Linked DNA regions of Mus musculus: regions 2, 3 and 4 are each linked to region 1. The links are chromatin contacts, called in public Micro-C and promoter capture Hi-C maps. All regions are on one chromosome and are shown on one strand. The core of a region is the stretch at or near the end of the contact, and the rest is flanking DNA. Distances in the headings are between cores, read along the strand shown.

What was found. Promoter capture Hi-C pulls out the DNA fragments that hold promoters and counts their contacts. Hi-C and Micro-C count contacts between places; a contact is called where the count stands out from the background.
Region 2: a contact with region 1 is called in a promoter capture Hi-C map of pre-B cells, with 3 times the contacts expected there. The contact joins the promoter of Spns3 here to the promoter of Haspin in region 1. A contact is called at or near these places in 4 of 39 promoter capture datasets (the C10 cell line, embryonic stem cells, liver and 1 more).
Region 3: a contact with region 1 is called in a promoter capture Hi-C map of pre-B cells, with 7 times the contacts expected there. The contact joins the promoter of Ube2g1 here to the promoter of Haspin in region 1. A contact is called at or near these places in 2 of 39 promoter capture datasets (hippocampal neurons and pre-B cells), 4 of 484 Hi-C or Micro-C datasets (CD4 T cells, CD8 T cells and embryonic stem cells), 3 of 115 datasets of contacts at active chromatin or transcription factors (embryonic stem cells, epiblast stem cells and extraembryonic endoderm stem cells) and 1 of 9 other capture datasets (liver).
Region 4: a contact with region 1 is called in a Micro-C map of embryonic stem cells, with 2.6 times the contacts expected there. The contact joins the enhancer-like site here to the promoter of Haspin in region 1. A contact is called at or near these places in 3 of 39 promoter capture datasets (the HPC-7 cell line, hippocampal neurons and pre-B cells), 2 of 484 Hi-C or Micro-C datasets (both in embryonic stem cells), 5 of 115 datasets of contacts at active chromatin or transcription factors (embryonic stem cells, large pre-B cells, pancreatic cancer cells and 1 more) and 1 of 9 other capture datasets (embryonic stem cells).

Annotation. Positions count from the first base shown.
Region 1 is chr11:73,135,752-73,142,047 of GRCm38.p6, reverse strand. Haspin (histone H3 associated protein kinase) reads left to right here and starts at 3,754. Exons shown (of 1, transcript NM_010353.2): 1 at 3,754-6,296. The coding sequence starts at 3,787. The coding sequence ends at 6,051. Itgae (integrin alpha E, epithelial-associated) reads right to left here. Exons shown (of 31, transcript NM_008399.3): 27 at 3,537-3,593; 28 at 3,186-3,281; 29 at 1,286-1,381.
Region 2 is chr11:72,548,168-72,554,544 of GRCm38.p6, reverse strand. It overlaps Spns3 (spinster homolog 3), which reads left to right and starts at 4,299. Exons shown (of 12, transcript NM_029932.3): 1 at 4,299-4,547. The coding sequence starts at 4,337.
Region 3 is chr11:72,602,063-72,608,734 of GRCm38.p6, reverse strand. It overlaps Ube2g1 (ubiquitin-conjugating enzyme E2G 1), which reads right to left and starts at 1,474. Exons shown (of 6, transcript NM_025985.4): 1 at 1,100-1,474. The coding sequence starts at 1,145. It overlaps Gm51906 (a long non-coding RNA gene), which reads left to right and starts at 1,572. Exons shown (of 4, transcript XR_003949712.1): 1 at 1,572-1,794.
Region 4 is chr11:72,574,293-72,581,555 of GRCm38.p6, reverse strand. The region is part of intron 2 of Gm51906 (a long non-coding RNA gene); the gene reads left to right. Among named protein-coding and RNA genes, the nearest start is that of Spns3, 28 kb to the right of the region's middle. Within about 2 kb of position 4,840, at least 85 of the 459 cell types and tissues checked have an H3K27ac peak or open chromatin away from gene starts, as enhancers often do. A contact at or near this core is called in embryonic stem cells, hippocampal neurons and pancreatic cancer cells, where this site is marked.

The sequences.
Region 1 (6,296 bases), core at 2,505-5,004:
GAAGAGAAGAGAAGAGAAGAGAAGAGAAGAGAAGAGAGAAAAGGAAAGGAAAGGAAAGGAAAGGAAAGGAAAGGAAAGGAAAGGAAAGAAAAGAAAAGAAAAGAAAAGAAAAGAAAGGAAAAGAAAAGAAAAGAAAAGAAAATTCAGGGTTGGACAGATGGCTTAATGGTTAGGAGCACTTTGGGCTCTGCTAGAGGACCTGGGCTGGGCTTAGTTCCCAGCAGCCATGTGGAGGATTACAACTATATGTAACTTCAGTTCTAGGGTATCCCTCCAGTTCTAGGGTATCCCTCCAGTTCTAGGGTATCCCTCCAGTTCTAGGGTATCCAACAATCTTTTTTTCCTTTAGATTGATTGATTGATTGATTGATTGATTTTATATGTATGAGTGTTTTGCCTGCATCTGTGTCTGTGAGCCATGTGCACACATGGTGCCTGCTGAGTTCAGAAGAGATCCTAGAACAAGAATCAGAGATGAGTGTCAGCCACCATGTAGGTGCTGAAGAACCTCCGTCTTCAGCAAGAGCAGCCTACATTCTTAACCAGTGAGCCATCTCTCCAGCTCCCAACATCCTCTTCCGTCTTCCTTGAGGACCAGGCACACATGTGGTGCACAGATATATGGGCAGACAAAATACATATAAAATAAAATTTAAAAAGAAAAAGAATGAACACGCAGGGTGACATGCGTGAGAACATTTAGCCCACACCATAGGCATCAGTTTGGCTTTGTTTACATTTTTGAAAAATGAACTCCAACACTTCTAATGCTTGGTCTAAGTCCTATAAAAGAATTAGGCACTGAACACTCTTCTGCTCAACACTGTAACAGACACTAATATTGCATACTAGGAAGACAGTTTGTGTACTCAAAGGTAACTTCTCCAGTAGGAAACATTTTTAACTCTTTTTTGTTTTTTTTTGTTTTTTTTTTTTTTTTTGGTTTCTTTGTTTTTTTCGAGACAGTGTTTCTCTGTGTAGCCCTGGCCATCCTGAAACTCACTCTGTAGACCAGGCTGGCCTCGAACACAGAAATCTGCCTGCCTCTGCCTCCTAAGTGCTGGAATTAAAGGCCTGTGCCACCACTGCCCAGTTTAACCCTTTTCTAAGTTATTTTCAAAATCAATAGATTTTTAAACTAAGTACACACCATTGTTGGTTCCTATTTCACAAAAGAGAAACTGAGGCAGAAGCTCAGGGTCACAAGGGCGGTTGGTAGTGCAGACAAGGTCAGAAGTGGCAATGGCTTTCCCAGAACACTAATCAGAAAACAGGCAGGCATTACCTTCGTCCTGTGGTTCTCTGCATTCAGCCCCTCATAGAGAGATTTGTTGAAAGATATTTCACCAAGGATCGGCAGTTCAGATACATCTCTTAGTAACTATAAGGTGGGGAAAGTTGGGGTGTGGGGGAACATGAAACATGGCTTAGACTTGAGCTCACGGTTTCTAGAGAGTTCCAACCATCTTTCCCTTCTAATAACCCCTTCTCCAATATTCCCTTAGCCTTCATAAGTGATTGCAGCACCCACCCAGCTATCCAAGCAACAAGTCTGTAGCCACTCCCCCATCCCCCAACTTCAATTACACATGACCTCATGCCACAACCTCCATCCACAGTCAGTTCCAGACAGCCCTAAAACATCCTGCCTCACACACCCCTTCTCCTTCAGCCCCACTCCTAGGTCAGGAGACCACACTGCTCTCATCGGACTCTCCACACAATGGTAAACTTGACCATTTGTTCCCACCTCATAGTAAGGCCTCTCTAGAGAAAATAACATTTGAGTAATGTTATACGAAGTAACTACATTACAAAGGCCCACTGGCTACAATAACATTAGCAAGTTAAAAAATAGAAACAACACATAAGAAAGAGACAGGAGAGAAAGGGTGAAGGATTAAATACAGACCAGATCATGTAATTCTTTGCACACCAAGAAAGAAGTATGGGTTTTAAGCTAAATGTATCCAACTCTAAAGTCCACTGCTTCTGTTCATTTGGAGTTTCTGGTCCAAAGTTTTTTTTTTTTTTTTTTTTTTTTTTTCGAGACAGGGTTTCTCTGTATAGCCCTGGCTGTCCTGGCACTCACTTTGTAGACCAGGCTGGCCTCGAACTCAGAAATCCGCCTGCCTCTGCCTCTCGAGTGCTGGGATTAAAGACATGCGCCACCATGTCCGGCTTTGGTCCAAAGTTTTAAAGGAGGATCCTAATGCTAAATGAATTATTTCGTGTTTTAAAAAATATTGTGCACGGGGAGGGGGGGGGCGCGCGGCTGGAGAGAGGTCTCAGCAAATAAGAACACTGACTGCACTTCCAGTGGTCCTGAGTTCAATTCCCAGCAACCACATGGTGGCTCACAACCATCTGTAATGGGATCCGATGCCTTCTTCTGGTGTGTCTGAAGATAGCTACAGCGTACTTCTTGTATACAATTTAGAAAAAATAAGTGTGCATGTATGTGCACATATGCATGGAGACCAAGAGAGGAAGTTAGATCCTCCAACAGCTGGAGTCCCAAGTAGTTGTGAGCTGCCCAACTTGAGTGCTAGGAGCCGAAGCAACATATCCTCTGTAAGAGCGCATGCTCTGAACTGCTGAGCCACCTCTCCAGCTCTTTTTTTTTTTTTTTTTTTTGGTTTTTTTCGAGACAGGGTTTCTCTGTAATAGCCCTGGCTATCCTGGAACTCACTTTGAAGACCAGGCTGGCCTTGAACTCAGAAATCCGCCTGCCTCTGCCTCCTGAGTGCTGGGATTAAAGGTGTGTGCCACCACGCCTGGCCCTCCAGCTCTTGAAGAACTATTTGTACTGGTTAGGGGGGAAGCCAAGACAAAGAGGGCATGTCCAAGGTTATGCAACAGGCCAGAGACGGTGACCTAAATTACAGCCACATCAATAGAGACAGAGAGAAGTGATTTCATATGTATTCTGAAGGTGGGATGGCAGGGTTTGCTGCTGGGATACACTTGGGGATGAAACAAAGAGGTAATCACAGGTCATTCCAACATGTCTTAGTATGGAAAAAGATTAAAATCCCTACTAAGTAACTTGCTAAGAGCTGTTTGAGACAGGCCAATCAAATGATCTATTTTGAACGGCACCTTTCAGATGCTATTATCCTTTCTTAGAGGATAGGTCCTCTAGGATTGGACGACCCAATCTGCAGTCTCTCAGTCTCAAGTACCTGCTTAGTGTGGCCCACGGAGATCTCTGCGGCCACGGTTACATTTTCTTTATTAGATGTGATAGCACAGACCACTGAATGCCATTCTTTTACATGCTGCAAAAGCAAAAGGTGAGTCTGCTTACTCCCTTTTCGTGTTTTAGGATTGAAAATCTGAATATCTAAGATAGGGCATCCAAGGTCCCAGAGCAGACATTTGAGCAAGTCCCCTTCGCCCAAGCCAAGTGTCAGTTATCCTGGCAAACAGGACCAGAGAGGCTGAAAGTCTCAGAAAGAACACTGCAGAAGCAGTCACCCTCTCAAGAGGCTCTCCACATCCCTCTCTCGGGCTCTTGAGACGACTTCGCTCACCTGCACAGGATCGCTTCCACACGCAGGCTCTTGACTCTGGGTGCACTCAGTGTGGTCCTGAAAAGAGAGCCTTTGCTGAGCCACCCTGAGCTCCAAGTCCCGCTAGGCATCTGCCCCCTGCCGGCTTCCGGGAGGTCAGGCAGGCTGCGCAGCCGAGGGCCGGCGCTAGGACCCAGCGGGCCGACGGGCGCTCGCGCGCTCGCCGCAGTCTCGCGGTGTTTCTGTTTGAAACGCCGGGCGGGCGCTCGCTATGGCACAGGCTCACCCGCGGTCGGGTACCCGGCTCTTTCGAACGTACGCGGCGAGGGGCGTCCGGGGGTCGCAGCGGCAGCCTGGCGGGCTGGCTGAGCAATGGTTCCAGCCGCCGAACCTGAAGCGCGCCTTCAGCAGCAGCCTCAGCGACAGTAACGAGTCGCCGGCTGTCGCTTCCGACGACCCGGACGACCCCGACTTCCCCGGCAGCCTCGTGGGCCAGCGGCGGAGGCGTCCTCGGGGCAGCGGCTCCCGGAACCAGCGGACCCTGACAAACACTCCAAGAGTCCAAAGGCTGCGACCTCGGCTCCCGCAGAAGTGCAGCACCCCGTGCAGCCGGCTGCGACCGCCACCTTTCCCCAACTGCAGCCCGGGCTGCCTCGGGTCGGACCACAGTGTGTGCATCCAGTCCAGGGACAGCAACGAGCTGGGCACCAGTGCCTCCCTCTTCAGCTCTCCGGCCTCGCCCGGAGCCCCCGACCCTTTGTATGCTGACTCTGCAGTCCCCGGGAGCTTCCACTTGCCGGCAGCCTCCCTAAGTGAACCGTCTGTGCCCTGCCCCCAGGTGGCAGCAACCGGTGACAGGTACACCGGGAGGGCCCTCCGAGCCGAAGCCAGCTTCAGGTCATCTCTCTTTAGCCTTGTGAACTCAGGGGCCACAGAAGAGAACAAGTTTGGGACAGATGGGGAGAATGTGAAGGAATCGTGTTGTGAAAGAAGACAGCAGATGGGAAACAGACTAACGGACCCTGATCTGACAAGCCCGGGAAAGAGAAAGGCCGCGTGTAAAAAGGTTGTGTCCCAAGGAGTCGACCAGAGAGACTATGAGGAGTCCAGTGCTTGCAAAGACCTTCGTGTACCAGGGGAAATCAGCAGGCCTAAGAGAACTGGGCCACTCCGGAAGAGGAAACAGCAAGAAGCAACGGGAACCCCTCCCCGCCACTACCACCAATCTAAGAAGAAAAGGAAAGCGTCAGTCTCCTTATGGAACTTGAATACTAGCCAGAGGGATTCTTGGACCAAAACCAGAGCCTCCTTCGGTTTCCACAAGAAGAAAATTATAACCAGTGTGATAGAGGTATGCAGTTCTGTTGCCAGTTCTTCCTCCAGGTCCCTCCTGTCTGAATGTTCGACCCCTCCTATCAAGAACAGAGCACACCTTACTGTTTCTTCTCGATGCTCTTCTGTGTATTTGCTAAGTCCCTTAAAGACCCTGCATGTCACAGACCAAAGGCCATCTTATGCTGAAAAGGTTTATGGGGAGTGTAATCAGGAAGGGCCCATCCCCTTTAGTGATTGCCTTTCCACGGAAAAACTGGAACGGTGTGAGAAGATTGGGGAAGGAGTGTTTGGAGAAGTGTTTCAGATAATTAACGACCAAGCACCTGTAGCCCTAAAAATCATTGCTATTGAAGGGTTAGATTTAGTCAATGGGTCCCACCAGAAAACCTTTGAGGAAATCCTGCCGGAGATCATTATCTCCAAAGAGCTGAGTCTCTTGTCTAGTGAGGCCTACAACCGCACAGAAGGCTTTATTGGGCTGAACTCAGTACACTGTGTTCAAGGGCTTTACCCTCCCTTGCTGCTGAAAGCCTGGGATCACTATAACACAACCAAAAGATCTGCCAATGACCGGCCTGACTTTTTCCAGGAAGACCAGCTCTTTATTATCCTGGAATTTGAGTTTGGTGGGGTTGACTTGGAGCGAATGAAAACCAAGCTGTCCTCTGTGGCGACTGCAAAGAGCATTCTCCACCAGATCACTGCATCTCTGGCTGTGGCAGAAGCATCCCTGCACTTTGAGCACCGGGACTTACACTGGGGAAATGTGCTCTTAAAGAAAACCAACCTCAAAGAACTCCGCTACACCCTCAATGGGAAAACGAGCACCATTCCCACCCATGGGCTACAGGTCAACATCATTGACTACACCCTGTCCCGCTTGGAGCGGGATGGGATTGTGGTTTTCTGTGATATCTCCGCTGAAGAGGACCTATTTACAGGTGAGGGTGACTACCAGTTTGAGATCTACAGGCTCATGAGGAAGGAGAACAAAAACTGCTGGGGTGAGTATCACCCTTACAATAATGTGCTGTGGCTGCATTACCTCACAGACAAGATTCTGAATAAGATGAAATTTAAGACTAAATGCCAGAGCGCAGCCATGAAGCAAATAAGGAAAAACCTGCAACATTTCCACAGGACTGTACTGAGTTTCAGCTCTGCCACGGACCTGCTCTGCCAACACAGTCTATTTAGGTAAGCCAGGAACTTAGACTTTCAGAGCCTCTTTAAGTACACTTTTAGGCCTCTGGTACTAATCTCTGCCACTAGAGCCAGATGGAGGTGAAAGCACATCCTTAAGAGTTCCTGTCAGCTTCTTAAAAGAGAACTGTGTTTTTCAAAAGGTAACCAAAACATTTGTTGACATGATTAAACTTGCTTTTAACAAATGTTCCTCTTTTTTAAAAAAAAAAATAAACTAGACAGAGGACAAGTGGACACATC
Region 2 (6,377 bases), core at 3,050-5,549, 590 kb after region 1:
CAAATCAGCACGTAAAGCAGGGAGCAGGCAGCTGAGTGTGACTGTCACAGTTTTAATCCCAGCACTGAGAGGCAGAGGTAGGTGGATTGCCGTGAATTCAAGGCTAGCCTGGTCTACATTGTAGCAAGTTACAGGGCAACCAGAGCTACACAGTGAGACTGTGTCTCAAAAGCAAAAGCAAAAATATTGCATACAATTCTCAAAGGACTGATAAAAAATATAAAGAATGTTTATTCAATGAACTATTCTAATCAGGAAAGGAAAGAGAAGTCTCATGTGTTCCCAGACTAGACTGTGGTGTCTGCTCACGGGCATCCCTGTTCAGCTCAGCACAAGCAGGCTGATTGTCCCTGCTTCCTAGAGGTCACCATTTCGATGTGGACACCTGATTAGCAGAGTTCACTGTGGCCCCAGACTCCTGAGCTCCAGAAACACTTCTGCCCCTGGAGGAGCTGGAGTCACCTGTGCCTGTGCCACCATACCCGGTCTGCTTGAACAGGTATTGTTCACGCCTGTAATCTCAGTATGTAGAAGGCTAAGGCCAATTGTGAATTCAAGACCAGCCTGGGCTACATATTAAGTCTCTGCGTCCAAAACAAAACCAAACCAAAACAACTCCAAGAATGGTTGTGAAATTTGTATAACATAAAATCTTCCTTTTTTAAAAAAAAATAGTTTATTTAATGTATATGAGTACAATGTTGCTGTCTTCAGACACACCAGAAGAGGGCACCAGATCACATTACAAATGGTTGTGAGCTACCATGTGGTTGCTGGGAATTGAATTCAGGACCTCTGGAAGAGCAGTTAGTGCTCTTAACCGCTGAGCCACCTCTCCAGCCCCTATAACATAAAATCTTACGTTTAGTGGTTCATACCTGTAGTCTCAGCTACTTGGAAGACAGAGGCAACAGTATTGCCTAACCCTAGGAGTTCAGGGCTAGCCTGGTCAATATAGTAAGACTATATTGTATGTATATGTCTCTATATATGTATGTGTGTATATATGTATATATGTATATTATATATCTCTATAACATATATATTATATAATGTATGTAACACACACACACACACACACACACACACACACAATATGGGCTGGGCATACAGCACAGTGGTAAAGCCATTCTAGTATATGTAAGGTTCTGGATTCTATTTCGAGAACCAGAAAAATATTGAAAGCCTTTGTAAAGCAAATAACTCAGTGCTATTAGTACTATACAGTGTTGTGTGCCACTCCTGCTTCTAGCTCCAAACAGACTTGGCATTCATTAAGCTTTCTCTGCTCCCCTCCTGGCAACCAGTAATTTGCTGTCTCTATGGACACCTGTTAGGTGTTTCCAAGGAACGGAGCCATACGATGATGCTGTGACTGTTTGTGATTGGCTTCTCGGCCTTGTTCTTGAGGATCATCTGTGATGAGTTGTATTATTTCTGTTTATGATTGTATAATATCTCATTGTTTGGGCATGCTACAGCTTGCCTGTTTCTCAGATCTTTAGCATTTCTATTGTTTCCACTTATTATTATTTTAGTATTGCAACTATTGCAAAATTGAACCGAGGACCTCTGGCCTTTTGCATGCTATGCAAGCACTGTACCATTGAGATATAGCCCCAGCCATCTTTCTCTCTGACCTCTCTTCCCTCCCTCTGTTCCTCCCTCTGTTCCTTCTTTTCATATTGGAGATTGAATTCAGGGCCATGCACACACTACGACTATTACTCCACTCCTAGCTGCTTCTGTAGGTCTAGTCTTACTTCATATTTTCACTTTTATTTATATGCATATGTGTGCTGCTGCGAAGCTGGGTGTAAGGATATTTCTTTGAATCCCTGCTTTTCATTCTGCGGGGTATATACACGGAAGGCGCATTGCTTTTCATTCTGTGGGGTATGTACACGGAAGGCGCATTGCTTTTCATTCTGTGGGGTATGTACACGGAAGGCGCATTGCTTTTCATTCTGTGGGGTATGTACATAGAAGGCGCATTGCTGGATCCCATGACAGTTCTAGGCTCAACCTTTTGAGGACCACTAACCCTATCTCCTGTGGCTGCATCACCGACACTGCCCGTGTTTCAGCAGCCTGGCCCACACCAGTCATTTCCTCTCTTTATTGCCGTGGCTCAGTGGGTGTGAGGTGGTATCTCCTAGTGGTTTGGCCTTGCGTTTCTCTAAGTAATGTTGCATAGCCTTTCACAAGCTTGTTGGTCATTTGTGTATCTGTAGAGAAGCATCTACTCAAGTGCTTTGTACATTTTAAAGCCGGGTTGTCATTTTCTGACTTAACTTTTACTTAGAAATCATTTTAACGTACAGAAAGATTACAGTATAAGACCAGAAACACCATCTAACTTTTGCCTTAGGTTCATCTATTGCTAATGTTTTGCCTCATTTGCTTTACTTGACATTTTTACATGCTTGTATTTTATTTTTATTATTTTCGTGTGTATGCATGTGGAGGTCAGAAGACAACTTTCAGGAGTCAGTTCTCTGCTTCTATCTTGTTGTTCCCAGGAATTAAACTCAGGTAGTCAGCCTTGGTGGCAATCACCCTTAACCCCACTGAGCCATCTTTCTGTGCCTCAACCTTCACCCCTGTTTGCTTACTAACTCTAGGATCTATTAATGTTTTCCAGCACCACTTGAAAGAGTAAATCGTAGACACTGCAGCCCGCAGACACTTCAGATCAAGGGCATTTGTTTACATAACTAATGCTTGGCACCTGAGCGCATCGGACAGCTGTGAAGTTTTTTCCTGATCTACTTTCTGTACTCTAATTTTATCCATTCATCTGGCATCTGGCACTGTGCATTTCCCCTTCGGTACAGATGCCAGGCAAAGGCGGTGGTTGCACATAACTGTCAGATCTCTGCCCAACACCCCACAGCACCCTCCAGCCCCCACCCCTGGCTCTGAGACAGTGTCTTCTCACTACATAGACTGGACTGACTTGGACCTCTCTGTCTGTGGATCATGATCAGGCTGGCCACAGACAGTTGCCTGCCTATGTTTCCAAGTGCTGGAATTAAATGGAATTAAGGGCATGGACCATTATGCCTGGCTGTTAAATACTTTTAAAATATATTGTGTGCGTGTGCATGATGTGTGTGGAGACACATGTACCATGACACATGTATAGAGATCAGAGGACAACTTTGTGGAGTTAGTTTCCATCTTTACCTGGGATTGGGATTGAACTTGGGCTGTCAGCCTTACACAGCAAGTGCCTTTACCTGCTGAGCCATCTCATTGGCCTGTATGGTTACTCTTTTTTAATGTTGTTTTGTTTTGAGATAGGGTCTCATGTAGCCCAGGCTGGCTTTAAACTCACCATGTAGCTAGGGATGGTGAACTTGAACTCCTGATAGTCTTAGCTCCACCTCCCAAGTGCTGGAATTACAGGTGTGGGCCATCACTGATGGCTTTGTGTATTTGTACTTTTTCTACCCTTGCAACTGGCAATCAATTTCTACAGCTCCCCTGAGAACATCTCCCTAGACTTATTCCTTGTTGATAAAATTTATTTATTCTGTGTCTGTATGGATGTGAGTGAAAGTGTGTGTGTGTGTGTGAGAGAGAGAGAGAGACAGAGACAGACAGACAGACAGACAGACAGACAGACAGAGACAGAGCAGAGAGTACTCCTGTACCTGCACGTGCACTTGTGTGCCTTGGTGTATGTTATGTTTGGAGGTCAGAAGACAACTTTGTGCAGTTCTCCCCTTCCACCATATGGGCTCTGGGGATCAAACATATGTCAAGCAGGCCTGGTGGCAGGTACTTTCACAGGCTGAGCCATCTTGCCAGCCCCCATGGGTTAGTTTTACATAAGCTTGTCTCTATGTCTTCAGATATCTCTGTTATCTTGTTCCTCTGTGCAATTTCCTTACCATCCTGGTCAACACCTACCCTCCTGTATCTAACCTGGTTCATGGCTGTGCTAACGGCCCATCTTCTGCACAGGCAGGGCAGTTTGCAGTGAGCAAGGCTTGGGGACACTCCTCTCATTTCCTGTCCTAGGAGCGTCTCTTCCTCACTGCCCCTGCTGCAGCCATAGGCTAGATTGAGGGACCACAGAGTTATCCAATCACCAGTGCATGGCGTCTTACCCCAGCAGGGCTAAGAGGCCTAGAGTGATGAAATCCCACCAGTGTGGCTGCGCTGTGCTCAGCAGGAACCTGCGATGATAAGGTGTCTGGCAGTTAAAGGGGCAGCCTGTTGAGGTTGAGAGGCTGGGAGCCCACAGGAAGTGACTTGGTGGCAAGCTGATGTAGCTTTGTTCGGCACCCGTTCTGACAGAGAAGTTGCAGTTAGCACTGCTGAGGGGATGTCCACAGAGTGTCTCAAACCTCAGACAGGAGGGCCACAGAGCCAGAGCCTGAGCCAAGGTGGGCAGTATGGGGCCTTGGCTTCAGGTACGTGTCTGCCTCCCTCCACACCCGTCCCCTGGAGCCTGCCCCGCTGGAGAGCTTACTTGGCTGCAGCTGTTCTCTGTTACATCAACCTTCTGAATTACATGAACTGGTTCATCATCCCAGGTGAGCATGGGAGGGGTAGCGTGGGGCAGTATCTTCAGATACCCCCCTTCTAAAAGCCCACAACTGTGTATCCTTGGTGGCCTTCTTCTTCCAAGCCCTCGTACCTCTCTAGGAGCACAGCTCTGGTGGTTTCACCCCAGCAAGTGGTCTGCAGCCTCTCCTGAATGGTTCCAAGCCAGAACAGGGCACAATGTGTGTGGGGACAGGGGTGTTAGTGGGTAGATGGGACTGTGCTCTGCAGCAAAGGCGTTGCTTGCGTTCAGGATGGAGCTGCAGGCAAGGTTACGGAGGGCAGAGCAGCTTGGCCAAGCTCCCAAGTGAGAATGGCTCTGCCTGCACTGTTTCTGGGGCAGCCGGCTGCTGGCCTACCTTGCACAGTTTGCCTTTCTTCTTATTGGAAACAGGGTACAACCTGCTTCTGTGTTCTGTCTCTCACTTACGCACTCCTTTGTGTCTGGGCTCCACTTGTCTTTTCTCATCTAGTCACCCATTCATTCCTTCATCAGTTTATATTCAGCCCTTTCTTTAAAAAGACAGAGTGTGTATGCATGTGCGTGCACACATGTGTGTGTATGTGTGTGTGCCTGTGTGTGCATGCTCCTTCACTTTTATTTGAGCTTCAGATATTGAACTAAGGTTTCCAAGCTTGTTCAGCAAGCGCCTTCACAGGCTAAGCCATCTTGTCAGCCTTCATTTCTTTTTTGAGGCAGGGCCTCATGGAGCTCAGGCTAGATTCAAACTCGCTATGTAACTGAGAATAATCATGAACTGCTGATATGCTTGCCTTCACCTTCTTAGGGCCGGGATTACAGGCTTGCCACCACAATGCTTTATGAAGTTCTAGGGATTGAACCCAGGGTCTTTGTGCATGCTGGATAAGCACTCTAATAACTGATGTAGAGGGCTGCTCTGCCCTCCGTAACCTTGCCTGCAGCTCCATCCTGAACCCAACGCCTTTGCTGCAGAGCACAGTCCCATCCACCCACTCACACCGCTGCCCCCACACACATTGTGCCCTGTTCTGGCTTGGGACCATTCAGGAGAGGCTGCAGATCACTTACTGGGGTGAAACCACCCAGCCTCTTTTCTTTGTTTGTTTGTTTTTGAGACAAGGTCTTAAGTAAGATCAGGTTGCTTTTGAATTCACTATGCAGTTGAAAATGATCTTGAACTCCCAATCCTCTTGCCCTCTGTCTCCTAAGTGCTGAGGTTACAGGTGCGACAGCATGCCTAGCTGTTCTTTCATCATCCACTTGTTCCAGCTTGAGCACTGAGAACAGGAGCACTGAGAGCAAAAGTACTGAGAGCAGGAACACTGTGGTGGGAACACTGAGAGTGGGAGTACTGAGAGTAGGAGTACTGAGAGCAAGAGTACTGAGAGCAGGAACACTGTGAGTGGGAGCACTGAGAGTGGGAGTACTGAGAGCAGGAGCACTGAGAGCAGGAATACTGAGAGCAGGAGCACTGAGAGCAAAAGTACTGAGAGCAGACACTGAGAGCAAAAGTACTGAGAGCAGGAGTACTGTGAGTGGGAGCACTCTGAGCAGGAGCACTGAGATCAGGAGTACTTTGAGCAGGAGCACTGAGAGCAGGAGTACTGAGAGTAGGAGTACTGAGAGCAGGAATACTGAGAGCGGGAGCACTGTGAGTGGGAGCACTGAGAGAATGTGCCTCTGGTAGGACCTAGGAGAAACTCAGATGTGTGGTTCCTACTGCAGGGGCAACTGACTTACAGGGCTCAGAGAATTGTTTACCAATAACGACCATGCAAGGCAGAGAGGCAGGGAATGGTGCAGATGAATGGAGTCAGGCAGGCTGGGAAGCCTAGGT
Region 3 (6,672 bases), core at 225-2,724, 530 kb after region 1:
TAGAAATCTATTTCATTTATCAACATTCCGGCTTTCAGAAAGTTTAAAAGGGGGGTGGGGGGAGAGGACTGGCTACAGGTTGAGGAGGGGTGAAGTCGCCTGAACCAAGCCAGGCACACGCTTGGCGTAGGACAGCAGGGCTAACTACCGGTTCATTTCTCTTTAAATCTGGCAGCACGTGGGGCGGCATTGTGAAGGCACCAACCCGCCTCCTCCCTCCCCCCCTTCCACTCCGCACACGTACGCCTCCAGCGCGCATGCTCCGCTCACACAGTCCTAGCAGAGTAGGAGCCAACCCCCTAAAAAGTCAACCTGGAAGCCGCAAACGGCCAGAGGCCGGGACAATGGGGGAGGGGGACAGAGACTCCACGGGGGAGGCACTGAGCCGCCGCCCCTGGCCAGAGCCTAAGGCGGGCCGCAGCCCGGTGGCCGCGAGCCTGCGCGAAGGAGCCCGAGCCGTGCCCACGGAGCACAAAGCCCGGGCCGGCCAGCGAGCCGCTCTCCCCAGCGCCCGCGCCCACCCTCCCCCAGACGGGCGGCGCAGCCCGAGCTCGTGCCAGGCGGAGGCAGGCGAAGCGGAGTCGCGCTCCCCGCCGAGCCCCCCGGTGCCCCGCGTCAGCACCCGGGCCAGCCCCGCCGTCGCTTTTGTTGTCTGCCCTAACTCCGCGAACCCCGCGCTGCCGGGCCAGAAGTTTGGCGCGCCTCCCCTCTCCGGCCCCCGACACGGCTCGGACTCACAGCCGCGCGGGGACCCCGCAAGCTCCCGGGGTCCCCGAGGTTCCGCGGCCTCCGCCGCACCTGAGCCCGGGATCCGCCCCTCAGGGAGGGTCGGCCCGACCGGGACCCACGCCCCTCCCCCGCAACGCCCCAGTGCCGTGGGGGAGGGGGCAGCCGCCCAGGGCGTCCGGCCCGTCCGAGGGCGAGGCTGGGGAGCGTCCCCGCCCCCAACACCCTCCACAGCCGGGCCAGGAGTGTCGCCAGCTCGCCGCGACTCGCGGGCTCCCACCCTCGCGGCCCGCCACCACCCAGCCTCCGAGCGGGCGAGAGGAGGCGAGTGGCTCGGCAGTCCGCGATCGCGGCCCGGCGCCCCGCCGCTCACCTGCCAGCTGTCTTCGCAGTAGCAGCGCCGACTGCAGCTCCGTCATCCTCCCCACCGAGAGCCCGGGCCGCCACCGGGACTTCGACGGACTGGCGACAAGCTCTGCCGGTGCCTGGAGCTAGATGTGTGTTGAGGAACCCGGACCGGAGCGCCGAAGCCGCGGGGAGGCCGGTCTTGGGAGACCCGAGAAGCACCTCGCCGCCTATGCGAGTCCGCTCCGCTCGGCTTTCCTCGCTCAGCGCCTCACGCCCGGAAGGGGAGGGTACCCGGGCCGCCGCGGCGCGCACTGGGACTTCGCTCGCCCGCTTCCCTCCTCTGCCCGCCCGTCGGCCCCACCGGTGCCTTCCCCCGCCACTGCCTCACTGCGCGCAGGGCCGCTCCGCGCAAGCGCGCTGAGCCTGCCTCCTTCAGAAGCAGCACTCCTGCTAGCCCGACCCCTCGGCCCTGCTGCCCCGCCTCCGGCGGTGGAACCCCGCCCACCGCGCGCAGTGGGCTCAGCCCCGCCATCTTGGGAAGGTCCACGCCCGCCCAGCTGCGGAAGCGTCGGCTGGTAGACGCCCCGCGGACGCCATGACAAAGAGGTCGCGGAGGGTCAGGACGCTGCCTCCCGGTATAAGCAGGAGGTCTAAGCGTGATGGGACCAGAAGTGGTAGATGTTGGCGAGGACCCAGCAGCCATCCAACACTACATCGGAGGTGTGCGAATTAGTCATTGTTACAAAGCCGAATTTAGTACTGGTGTGCACCATTTTAAGCAGCCGCAAAATAGAGTGCATGGTGATAATTCATAAAGAATGCACAGAATGGTCCTTGAAATAAAAATGTTATGAGTCTCATAGCAGAAAACGTTTAAGTAAATAGTAAGACTGAGTAAAGTGCAGAGTTGTGATTAGCACAACCTGATAAATGGTTCGGATTCAGGTGGTATTCTCCTGTAATCTCAACACTTGAGGCTGAGGATTAGAAGACCCAGGTCCCCTTCGCTGCACAGTGATACCCAATCTCCGTCTGGGGATGAGGATCCATAATAGATCAGACTCCTCTAGAAAAGGCACCTACTATGTAAAGTCCAAGTGTGAAAGCCGAGATTAGGAAAAGTCAACCTTATCCAACCTCCTTGCCCATTTCCCAGTTGAGTGCTTTGTCAACACTGTAGCAATAAAGAAACAAAAAAGGGAAGGGGGAAAAGTAACATTGACACTCAATTTTGTTTCTTCTTTCTTTCTTTTAAAGATTTATTTACTTATGTATATGACTACACTGTTGTTCTCTTCAGACACACCAAGAGAGGTCATAGGATCCCATTACTGATGGTTGTGAGCCACCATGTTGCTGAGAATTGAACTCAGGACCTTTGGGAAATCAGCCAGTGTTCTTAACCGCTAAGCCATCTCTCCAGCCCCTTGCTTGTTCTTTCAATAAGTGTTTGTTCAATCCCTACTTCCCTGTACCTGGACTGTAGAAAACAAAAACTGTGCATAGGAAATCAGGTCCATTTCTACCCACAAAAGCATGAAGCTTCTGTGAACTCCAAGTAAAGTGAACAAGAGGAGCAGATTCCGTTAGGCATGTAATAAAAATTACTGGGCAAGCAGGCACAAGGCCCTGGCTTACCTCCCTAGCACTGTCCCACCAGACCAAAGAAACAAACATTGAGTGAATCTGCCATTTTGAAATACTGCCCACCTAGGGACTAATCCAGCTTTATGGTTGGGATAGGGGAGGGGTTGGTTTTTTGTAGTTGTTTTGCTTGTTTGTTTGTTTGTTTTGGTTGGTTGGTTTTGGTTTTTTGAGACAGAGTTTCTCTGTATAGCCCTAGCTGTCCTGGAACCCCTCTGCAGACCAGGTTGCAGGTTCGAACTCAAGAGATCTGCCTGCCTCTGTCTGGATTGGAACTAAAACCATGCCCCACCATATCCCTCTGTGGGTTTGTTTTTAAGGATTTTGTTTTAATGGGTATATATATGAGCCGGGGTGAATTTATGTGTACCATGTGTATGCCTGGTACCCAAAATCTGGAAGAGGACATCAGATGCTCTAGAATTGGACCTGCAGAGGGTCTTATGCTACTTACTACACGATTGCTGGAAACCATCCTATCCTATGTGTCCTCTGAAAGAAATTTTCTTTTTTTTTTTAAGATTTATTTATTTTTATTATATGTGAGTACACTGTAACTGTCTTCAGACACTCCAGAAGAGAGTGTCAGATCTCATTACAAATGGTTGTGAGCCACTATGTGGTTGCTGGGAATTGAACTCAGGACCTTTGGAAGAGCAGTCAGTGCTCTTAACCACTGAGCCATCTCTCCAGCCCCGAAAGAAATTTTCTTAATCCTTGGCCATTTCTCCAGCCCCTGTATTTTTGTTTTTAAATACATTCATTATGTAGCAATGAGCTTCACTAAGACATTTTTTGTATATGCACTTTGCTCGTGTTCACACAGATTCTTAATTACCTTCTTGTTCCACATCGCTTTCCCACTGGTTCCCTTCCTCTTCCAAAAAATCATTCCATTCTACTTTCAGCTCTTAATTTTATTGAAACTAAGATTCCACATGTGAGAAAGAAAACACTCATTTGTCTTTGAGTCTGACTTATTTCATTTAGCAAGATGCTGTCTAGGTCCATCCATTTTCTTTCAAGTAACTTTTTCTTTTCTAATGATTTATTTTTAAATTATGGATAAGTGAGTATCTTTGTGGATGTATATGCACCATGAGTGTGCCCTGTCTCTGGAAGTCAGTAAAAAGATCCCTTAGGAAATGGAGGCACAGGTGGTTGTGAGCTACCTTGTAGATTCTGTTAATCAAACTCAGGTCCTTTAACTACCATGCCATCTTTCCCCCCTTTATTTTTAGGTTTATTTTTGATTTGTATATTTGTTTGTTTTGAGACAAGGTCTTTCTACATATCCTTGGCTGTTTCTGCACTCACTGTATAGACCAGACTGGCCTTAAACACACCGAGATCCACCATCGTCTGCCTCCTGAGTGCTGGAGTTAAAAGGTGTGTGCTCTAGGTTTGTTTTTTAGAAACTTTCCAACTGACTTCCACAGTGACTGCACTAATTTACGTTCTAGCAGGATAAGGGTTTCTAACTCATCTACCCATCCTCAGCATTTGTTTTTTCTTTATGTAGCATGCTCGTGCATGTGTGCCACAGTGCATTTGTAAAGGTCAAAGAACGACTTCGAGGAGTCAATCTTTCTTTCTACCTCACAGATTTCAGAGATGAAACTCAAGGAGCCAGATGCAGTCATTTACCCACTGAGCTGTCTCACCCTATTTGTTGCTTCCTTGATAACAACTAGGGAAAGATGAGCTCTCAAGTTTAGATTTGTATTTCCCTGACAGCTAAAGATATTTAAACAACTTTTCATATATATATTGAAAATTATCTTATTTGTCCACTTGTTGATTGGATAAGTTTTCTGGGTTGACTGGTTGACTTTTAAAAATTATTTATTGCCAGAAGGTGGTAACATATTCCTCTAATCCTGACACTCAGGAGGCAGAGGCAGGTGGATCTCTTAAGATGCTACCTGGGTTTCTGTTGTTGTTGTTCTCCTTCTTTTATTCCTCTTCCTCCTCCTCCTCCTCCTCTTTTTCTTTGTTGTAGATTCTAGCTATTAATTATGTGATGTAAGGGCTGGAGAGATGGCTCAGCGGTTAAGAGCACTGACTGCTCTTCCACAGGTCCTGAGTTTAATTCTCAGTGACCACATAGTGGCTCACAACCATCTGTAATGGGATCTGATACTCTCATTCCAGTGTGTCTAAGAGAATGACAGCATACTCATATACATAAAATAAATAAATCTTTAAAAAAAAATTATGAGATGTAGATTCTGAAGTGATTTTCCGAACTCCACAGGTTGTGTCTTCCCTTGGCAGTTGTTTCCTCTGCTGTTTTAATTTCCTGTAACAGCATTTGTCAATTTATGCTCTTTCCTGGTGTGTTGGAATCCTTTCAGAAAGCCATTGCCTATCCCTGTATCTCAAAGTATTTTCAGAGTCTCAGGCCTTACATTTAGGTCTTTGAAAATATATAAATAGAATAAATAAAAATAAAATAAAGGGCCAGGCATCGTAGCTCATGCCTTTACTTCCAGCATTCAGAAGGTAAAGACAGATGTATCTCTGTGAGTTCCAGGTCAGCTGAGTATACATAGGGAGTTCCAGGTTAGCCAGGACTATTGAGGCCCTCTCTCAGAAAGAAATAATGATAGTGGTTTTTAAATCAAGATTGTTAATCTACTTTGAATATACTTTAGTACAGAGTGAAGACAGAATTCTGGTTCTGTTGGTCTACCTATGGATAGCCAGTTTAACCAGCAACACTTGTTGAAGAGCCTGTCTTCTCTCTAATGTTTATTTTTAATACCTTTGTCAAAAATTAGGAAGCTATATTTTGGTGGATTGATTTCTAGGTCCTCTATTCTATCCTACTGTCTTCATTTCTATTTTTATTTATTGCATGTATATGGGTGCTTTGTTTACATGTCTATTCTTTCTCTTTTATTTTGCTAATGCACATAAGGGCCTCACTGAAAGGAAGTAATCTACCTCAGGACTATATCCCTGTTCCTATTTTAAAGCACCCAGAAATAATAATAACTGAGCTGGGTATAAAATTTTATGTTTTAGGACTGGAAATATGGTTCAGTTAAGAGCACTGGCTGTTCTTCCAAAGGACCCACATTTCAGTTCCAGTACCTTCATATAGGCTCACAACTTTAACTCCAGTTCCAGAGGATCAATCCAACACCCTCTTCTCATCTCTTTGGACACAAGGCACATATGTGATATACATACAGACATACATACATATAGGCAAAATATTCATACACATAACAATTTTGCTTATTTATTATTGGTTTTTCAAGACAGCGTTTCTTTGTGTAACTCTAGCTTTTCTGGAACTCGCTATGTAGGCTGGCCTTGAACTTAAGAGAGCCACCTGCCTCTGCCTCCTGAGTGTCAGGATTAGAGGAATATGTTACCACCTTCTGGCAATAAATAATTTTTAAAAGTCAATATTTATTGAGAATAAGAAAATCAATACAAGTAACAGTAGGCTTGAAGAATAGATCCCTTTCTTTGAGAATTCTCTAAACTCATCAGAAATGCCTGCTGCAATTGTCTTCTCTCACTGACAACAAATTTTACCTACAGAGGCAAGAGATCCTAGAAGATCTACTAGTGTTTCAGAAGTTTATTTTCAGAAAACACTCCTCCTCAATTGAGTTTGGTGGCACATACCTGTGATCCCAGCACTTAGGAGGTGGAGGCAGGAGGGTCAGTAGTAGTCCACAGTCATCCTCAGTAGCATACAAAGTGAGTTTGAGACCAGACTGGACTATCTGAAAGCCTATCTCAAAAAAAATTAAAAAATAAAAATTCTTCCTGGACTAAAATATTCCCTTTTAAATATCTTTTGTTTGCCGAGGCAGAGCTGGAAAGATGACTCAGTGGTTAAGAACTCTTGCTGCTCTTGCAGAGAACCCAAGTTTCATTCCCTTTACCTGGATGGCAGTTCAGAATTGTAGCGCCAGTTCCGTGGGATCTGAC
Region 4 (7,263 bases), core at 3,591-6,090, 560 kb after region 1:
TGAGCCACATTTTCATTTGTTTACTTTTAATGATTAACTTTTATTGTAAAACTATGTATACATGTGTGGGTGGCCTTGTGCCCATGAGTGCAGGTGCCCATATTGCCCAGAGGCCTTCGATCCCCTGGAGCTGCAGCTTGATATGAGTCCTGGAGGAACTCACCTGGGTCCTCTGGAAGAGCAGTGCATACTCTTAACTACGGAGCCATCTCTTCAGACCCATGATTACATTTTTTTTAAAAAGGGGGTTTTGTTTGTTTGTTGTTTGAAACGGTCTCTCTAGCATAGCCCCGGCTGTCCTAGAACTCACTATGTAGACCAGGCTAGCCTCAAATTCAGAGATTCATTTACCTCTGCCTCCCAAATGCTGGGATCAAAGGGGTATGCCACCACACCAGACATTTTTTTTTTTTTTTTTTGGTTTTTGGTTTTTGGTTTTTGGTTTTTTGAGACAGGGTTTCTCTGTATAGCCCTGGCTGTCTTGGAACTCACTTTGTAAACCAGGCTGGCCTCGAACTCAGAAATCCGCCTGCCTCTGCCTCCCAAGTGCTGGGATTAAAGGCATGCACCACCACGCCCGGCATATATGTATTTTTTAAACTATATTTATTTATTCACTTTGGTTTTTGTTTTAGTTTTTTATTGTTACTGGTTTTTAGGCAGGGTCTCACTGTGTAGCCCTGACTGACCTGGAACTTGCCCTATAGACCACATTAGGTTCAAATTCTCAGAGATCTGCCTGCCTTTGCCTGTCAAATGCTGACGTTAAAGTATGTGTCATCAGGTGGACAGGCCTTCAATCTCAACATGTGGGAGGCAAAGGCAGGTGTATCTGAGTTGGAGGCCAGCCTAGTCTACAGAGTAAGTTCTAGGTAGCCTGGTCTACAGAGCAAATTCCAGGCGAATCATCACCAGCCTGTTTATTTACTTTAGGGTGAGGTATGCTTAAGCTAAGGTGAACATGTGGAGATCAGAGGTCAGCCAGAGCCCCCATTCAGGTACCCCCAACCCTGCTCCTTGCAGGCTCCATTCCTTCCTTGGGTCACCCAAGGACTCCCATGGGCAGATGCAAGGGGAAACCTGGAGAACTGACATCTTTGTGAGCTGTCAGAATCCTGGTTCTTCCAGTCTAGGCAGGTACAGCTTAGCCTGCAGTTATCCGTTCAGAGCCAGAGAAGAGATTCTGCCCCTCAGGTGACCCCAACTACATCCTGATTTCACCTATGACATTTCCTTTTTGCCCCCTCCCTCATGCCATCAAATGCTAACTCATGGCCATTGCTAAAGTACCCGGTTGCTTGGTTACCTGGGAGACTTAAAGTATATCTTCTTCTTCCAAAGTCCTCTTAAATAGATGGAAAACTGAGCAGGGGACAGGGCTTGGCCCAGACAGGGCTAAACAGCTGCTTTTGTTGTTGTTTTAAAAATATATACATATGTATGTATGTATACATACACATACATATATATGTAAAACATTTTTAAATACCTAAAAGTCAGGCATGATGGTACATGCTTTTAATCCTAGCACTGGGTGCTGGGAATTTGAACTCAGGTCCTCACGTTTACCTAACATGCACTTTACTGAGGCCTCTCTCCAGCTTGTTATTCTTTTTAATAAAATATAACATATAGTTGGGCTGGGAGCACAGCCCAGTGATAGAAAATATGCTTAACCTGCTCAGATCCCTGGACAATAATCTCCAGAGCTGCAAAACAGAAGTATAATAACAAACACAGCAGACAAGAAAACCATTTCATGGAATAGTTGTAGCAAAAACTCACAAGGCTGTAGCAAATACCGAGATGCACGTGACTCATTCATCTCTCTCAGAACCTGTGTGCTGGGACACCTCGTCTATTCAAATTTCTGGTAGATGTCCCTAATAACCACATTCTGTCCAGAAGTGTAAGGTAGAGTCTGTTTCAGGGACCTACTTGGGTCTTTTTTTTTTTTCTTTTTTAATTTATTTATTATTATATGTAAGTACACTGTAGCTGTCCTTAAACACACCAGAAGAGGGCGTCAGGTCTCATTACGGGTGGTTGTGAGCCACCATATGGTTGCTGGGATTTGAACTCAGGACCTCCAGAAGAGCAGTCAGTGCTCTTACCCTCTAAGCCATCTCGCCAGCCCCTACTTGGGTCATTTTTGTTATTTGTTGTGCCCTTTGATGACAGGTGAAATGGTCTCTCATAGTTTTGGGGTTTTTGTTTTGTTTAGTTTTTATTTATTTACTTTTTGGTTTGGTTTGGTTTGGTTTGGTTTGGTTTGGTTTGGTTTGGTTTGGTTTGGTTTTTTTGAGACAGTGTTTCTTTGTGTAGCCCTGGCTGTCCTGGAACTTCCCTTGTAGACCAGGTTGGCCTCAAACTCAAAGATCCACCTGCCTCTGTCTCCTGAGTGATGATGGGATGGATTAAAGGTGTGTGCCACCACTGCCTGGCTGATTCTCATAATTTTGATTCACATTTTTTGCATAGAAACTCCAAGATCGGGGCTGGTGAGATGGCTCAGTGGGTAAGAGCACCCGACTGCTCTTCCGAAGGTCCGGAGTTCAAATCCCAGCAACCACATGGTGGCTCACAACCATCTGTAACAAGATCTGACGCCCTCTTCTGGTGTGTCTGAAGACAGCTACAGTGTACTTACATATAATAAATAAATAAATTTAAAAAAAAAAAAAAAAAGAAAGAAACTCCAAGATCTGTTCGTAACTGGGTAAAGTCTGGCTGTCCCCTGAGGGTGAGCCACAGAGCCCCCGGCTCAGGAGCCTGGGTCCTCAGCTCTCAGCTACTCCCAGAGTGAGTAAGTTTCTCCTGAGTGACTGGAAGAGGCTTGGCTTACTCACTTAGCTGCCCTGGTTTGTCCTGCTTTTCTGCTTCTAAGGGCTGAAGCAAAGCCTCAAATGCAAAGGTGGGAGGATCTGCAGCTGGGGAGTGGCAAGATGAGACCTGCTTTATTAGAAGGAGAGCTGGGTAAATTGGAGGTAAAGAGGAGGCTGCAGGGTACTTCAGAAATGCCCCCCACCCCCACCCCGGGATGAACGGTAAGCTTCAAGACAGGCAGGCTACTGAGTGACCCTGGGGCAAATTGGGGTTAGGAGGAAAGGTGGGAATTGAGCTGGAATTTGCCTTCAGGATGGAACACTGAGAAATGTTTTCAGATTATTATTCTCCCAGCGGCCATTGGATTGGAGTGGTCACATGTCCAAAGGAGGGTTGTCAATACTGCTAGTCTGGCCACATCAGATTAAACCACCTTTGGGGTGTGTCATGCCCCTGTCTTTCGAAGTGACACATCCTGCCTCCTTGGAAGGTTAGTTCAGAGCTAGTTCTCTCCTGAATTAACAGGACTTACCACGTTGTTCCTGTTCTAAATCCTGATGTCCTGCTAGACTTACCATCTTGGTCCCCTTCCATATCCTGATCCTGTGTGTGTGTGTGTGTGTGTGTGTCCGTTAGTCTGGTGAGCACAGATCCTGGGGAGCTGGAAGGCAAGCCCTGGGCCTTTGATCCCTTTCCTCCTACCCAGGTTTTTTCTGCCACCTTGTCTTTTCCAGAGCTTCTAGTCTCAGAAGATGTTCACGTGGCAGCAAGAACACCCGTTGTAGGACTGAGTAGCAAGCGTAAGAACTTGAGTTCTAATCTCTAGCACCAGGTACAACGAGAGACTCTGTTTTAAGAAAATAAGGTAGAAGACAATAAATGACGACGCTGAGAACTTGACCTGTGGCTTCCACTCATGCTCCCACACTCGGGCAAATCCTTGTGTATGCCCAAATACGAAAAGCAGTCATTGTAGCCAATCCCGGTGGCATACGCCTTTGATCCCAGCCCAGCATTCTGGAGGCAGTGGCAGGCAGATCTCTTGTGTTGCAGGCCAGCCTGATCTATGTAGTGAGTTCCAGGCAAGGGTCGGAGACCAGGACAAGGTGATATTCTGTCTCCCTTCCCCCACAAACACACGGATTGCTAGAGTGGAGTGAGGGTGTTCCTAGACGAAAGCATCTGACTAGCACACGTAAAAACCCACATTTGCCCCAGCACCACGCAAAATAAACATTAACAAAAACGTTCAAGACATTAAAGTCTTTTTTAGAGTTATGTAAATTTTAATTTTGAATAATACATTTTTATCCACTTGTGATATATATTTATGCTAAAACAATTTAATTGTTGGGGTTAGGGTACAATCAACGACAGAGCTCATGTTTAGCACTTAGCACACACGAAGTCCCAGAGTCAACAACACTGAAAAAAAAAAGTTGCTTATTGCAAAATTCAAGTTAACGATTCATAATGCTTTTGCTTCTACTGCGGCGGCGGCGCGGCTGCTGCTCCTCCCCTCCCCATCCTCCTATTCCTCCTCCCCTCCCCATCCTCTTCCTTTTCTACCTCCCTCCCTTCCATCATTCCTACTGGTGATGCGCCTACCTCCCAGGCTTTGTTTTCTTAGGACACTGAGGGCTTTTTACCTATATTAGCTCCAGGTTTGGTGCTCTCTTTCCCTCTTCCAGGCTAGACAAACTGAGCAGCCTAGAAGCAAGTGATTTCCGGAAGGTTCGGCTTAAAACAAGACACAGGGAAAAATCTCCGCCTTAGCTAATTTGAGTTCCCTCTCTGCACACTAGGACTGCTAGGATGGCCTCCCCCAAAAGATTTTCAAATGGGGTGAGATGGGGCGGAGAGCAGAGAGGCTCCCCTCTCCTTGCAGACTGGATAGGTTTTGATACTAGAATAGTCAAAACAGTTTTGCAACCAAGTGACTCTTAGTAATAACAATACCAACCTCGGTCATTTGCATAACTTCACAATTGACCAAGTGTGCCCCAAGCAGTTAATTAGAATGATAAAGAAAGCAGATGGTCGCACCAGAAGCCTGATGCACCCTTCTTGGGGACCTGGGAAGTTTCCGGGGCTTTCTCTTTTCCTGAGTGGATATCAGACAGACTCTGCCCGGGCCAACTTCCAGGAAGCTATAGGTGGCGAGCTCGACCTACTGGCTGCGCGCCGGATCTACGCTGAGCACACAGCGTGGTTCCACCTCTGCCTGGAATGTACCCTAGTGGGTCAGCAGGTACGACTAGTTTACAGTCCCCCAACTTACTGCCGGACTGAATTCCCTGTGGTGGGACCAGTCTGTATTCAGCCAGTTCCTGAAAGGTGAAGAATCAGACTTTGGTGAAACGGAAATGAGAGCCAGGGCCCATAAGGTGATTTAGGGACAGCTGGAGGGGCGGGGCTCGGGATACCTGCCAGGGGCCTAGAGGTTGGAGAGAATGTGATCAAAATGAATCATTTTCACCAGATGTTTCATTTCGGGCCCTTCTCCTCAGGTTCTCATCTCAGTCAGCAAAGGCTGCCCCCAAGTACGCGGGTTGGGAGTTTTCCTAACTCTTTTGGGGTAGGGACATGTCAGGAGCTGGGTGGTCCTTGTGCCTTCAGAATTTAAGGAGTGCCAGCCACAAAACCGAAGCTCATAAAGGAACTTTAGGGAATCTTTTAGAAAAACTAAAGTAACAAAACAGCATTGGCGAGGATATTACTATTCCCTTGCCCCCACCCCTCTTAACATCAGGGACTTGGGGGACTTGAGCTCAAGAGCGCTTGCCTCCCGCGCATTTCACCTCCGCCAGTCCTCTGTACTGGCAGAGGGGGTGGCTGGTGGTTGTGTGGGGTGGTGGTGGTGGTGGTGGTGGTGGTGGTGGTGGTAGTGGTAGTGGGTGTACATAATCATAATTAGTTCTGACTGGTGAAATGGCTTACCAGATAAAGGCACTTGCTGCCAAACCAGACCCCTTGAGTTCCATCTCCAGGACTCAAATGGTGAAAGACTACAATGATTAATGCAAACTGTCTTTTGACCTCCATGTACCATGGTAGGTGTGAACCCCCTCCCCCTCAAACATGCAAAAATAAATAAATTTTACTTATTATTTTTAAACAAAACAAAAACTAAAAACCAGGGTCTTGCTAAGTAGCCCAAGTTGACCCAAAACACTCTAACATCAGCCTTAGCATCCTGAGTGCTGGGATCACAGGTGTGTGTCACTAGGTCAGGCTTTAGAATTACGCTTGTGTTAAATCTTGGGGTGTGTGTATGTGTGGTGTGTTTAATTTTATTTTACTTTTAAAATATTTTACCCCTTGGGACTGAAGAGACACCTTAGCATTTAAGAACACTGGCTGCTCTTCTAGAAAACCAGGGTTCACTACTCTCCCCCATGTGGCAGCTCATAGGCATCGATTACTGCAGTGCTAGGGGATCAGGAACCCTCTCTGGCTTTCTTAGGGACTAGGTATGCTTAGGAGTGTATAGACTCACATGCAGACAAAAAAGATATACATAGAGTGCATCCATGCAGGCATACACAAAAATTATCAAAATATTTTTTCTCCAATCGTATGTATTTGTGTGTGTGTGTGTGTGTGTGTGTGTGTGTGTGTGTGTGTGTACATACCATGAGTGTGCCAAGAATATCTGGGCAATGGAGTTACAAGTAGTTGTGAGCCAACAAATCCATTCTCTGGTCATCTTTCTCACCCCATATTCTTTGTTAATTATGATGAGAAAAGCCAGGCATATTGACTCATGTCTGGTACTTGGGAGGAAGGCTGAGGGAAGAGGATTATGATCCTGGTCATCCTGGATAAGAGAGAGTCCTTGCCTCAAAAAAACCCAAAAAAAACAAAACAAACAAAAACCAAGCAAATGAACAAAACTCAGCACATGCCTTTCATCCAAGCACTCAGGGGGCAGAGGCAGGTGGATCTCTGTGAGTTCTAGGCCAGTCTAGTCTACAGAGGGAATTCTAGGACAGCCATGAAAACATAGAAAGACTCCATCTCAAGAAAACAAAATCAAACCCTCTCAAATAACAACAGCAAAAGACAGGCTGGAGAGATGGCTCAGCAGTTAAAAGCACCGACTGCTCTTTCAGAGGTCCTGAGTTCAATTCCCAGCAACCTCATGGTGGCTCACAACCATCTGTTATGAGATCTGATGCCCTCTTCTGGTGTGTCTGAAGACAGCTACAGTGTACTCATATAAAGAAAAATAAATAAATCTTAAAACAAACAAACAAACAAACCAAAACAACAACAGAGAGGGAGCAAGAAGGGAAGAGTAAGAGAGGAACAAGAGAGAGAGGAGGGGACAAACAGCCTCTTTCATAGTGGGTCAGGCCTACCTGGCTGTTGCCAGGTAACTGTGGGGTGAAGCATACCTGGCTGTTGCCAGGTAACTGTCGGGGGGTGGGGTAG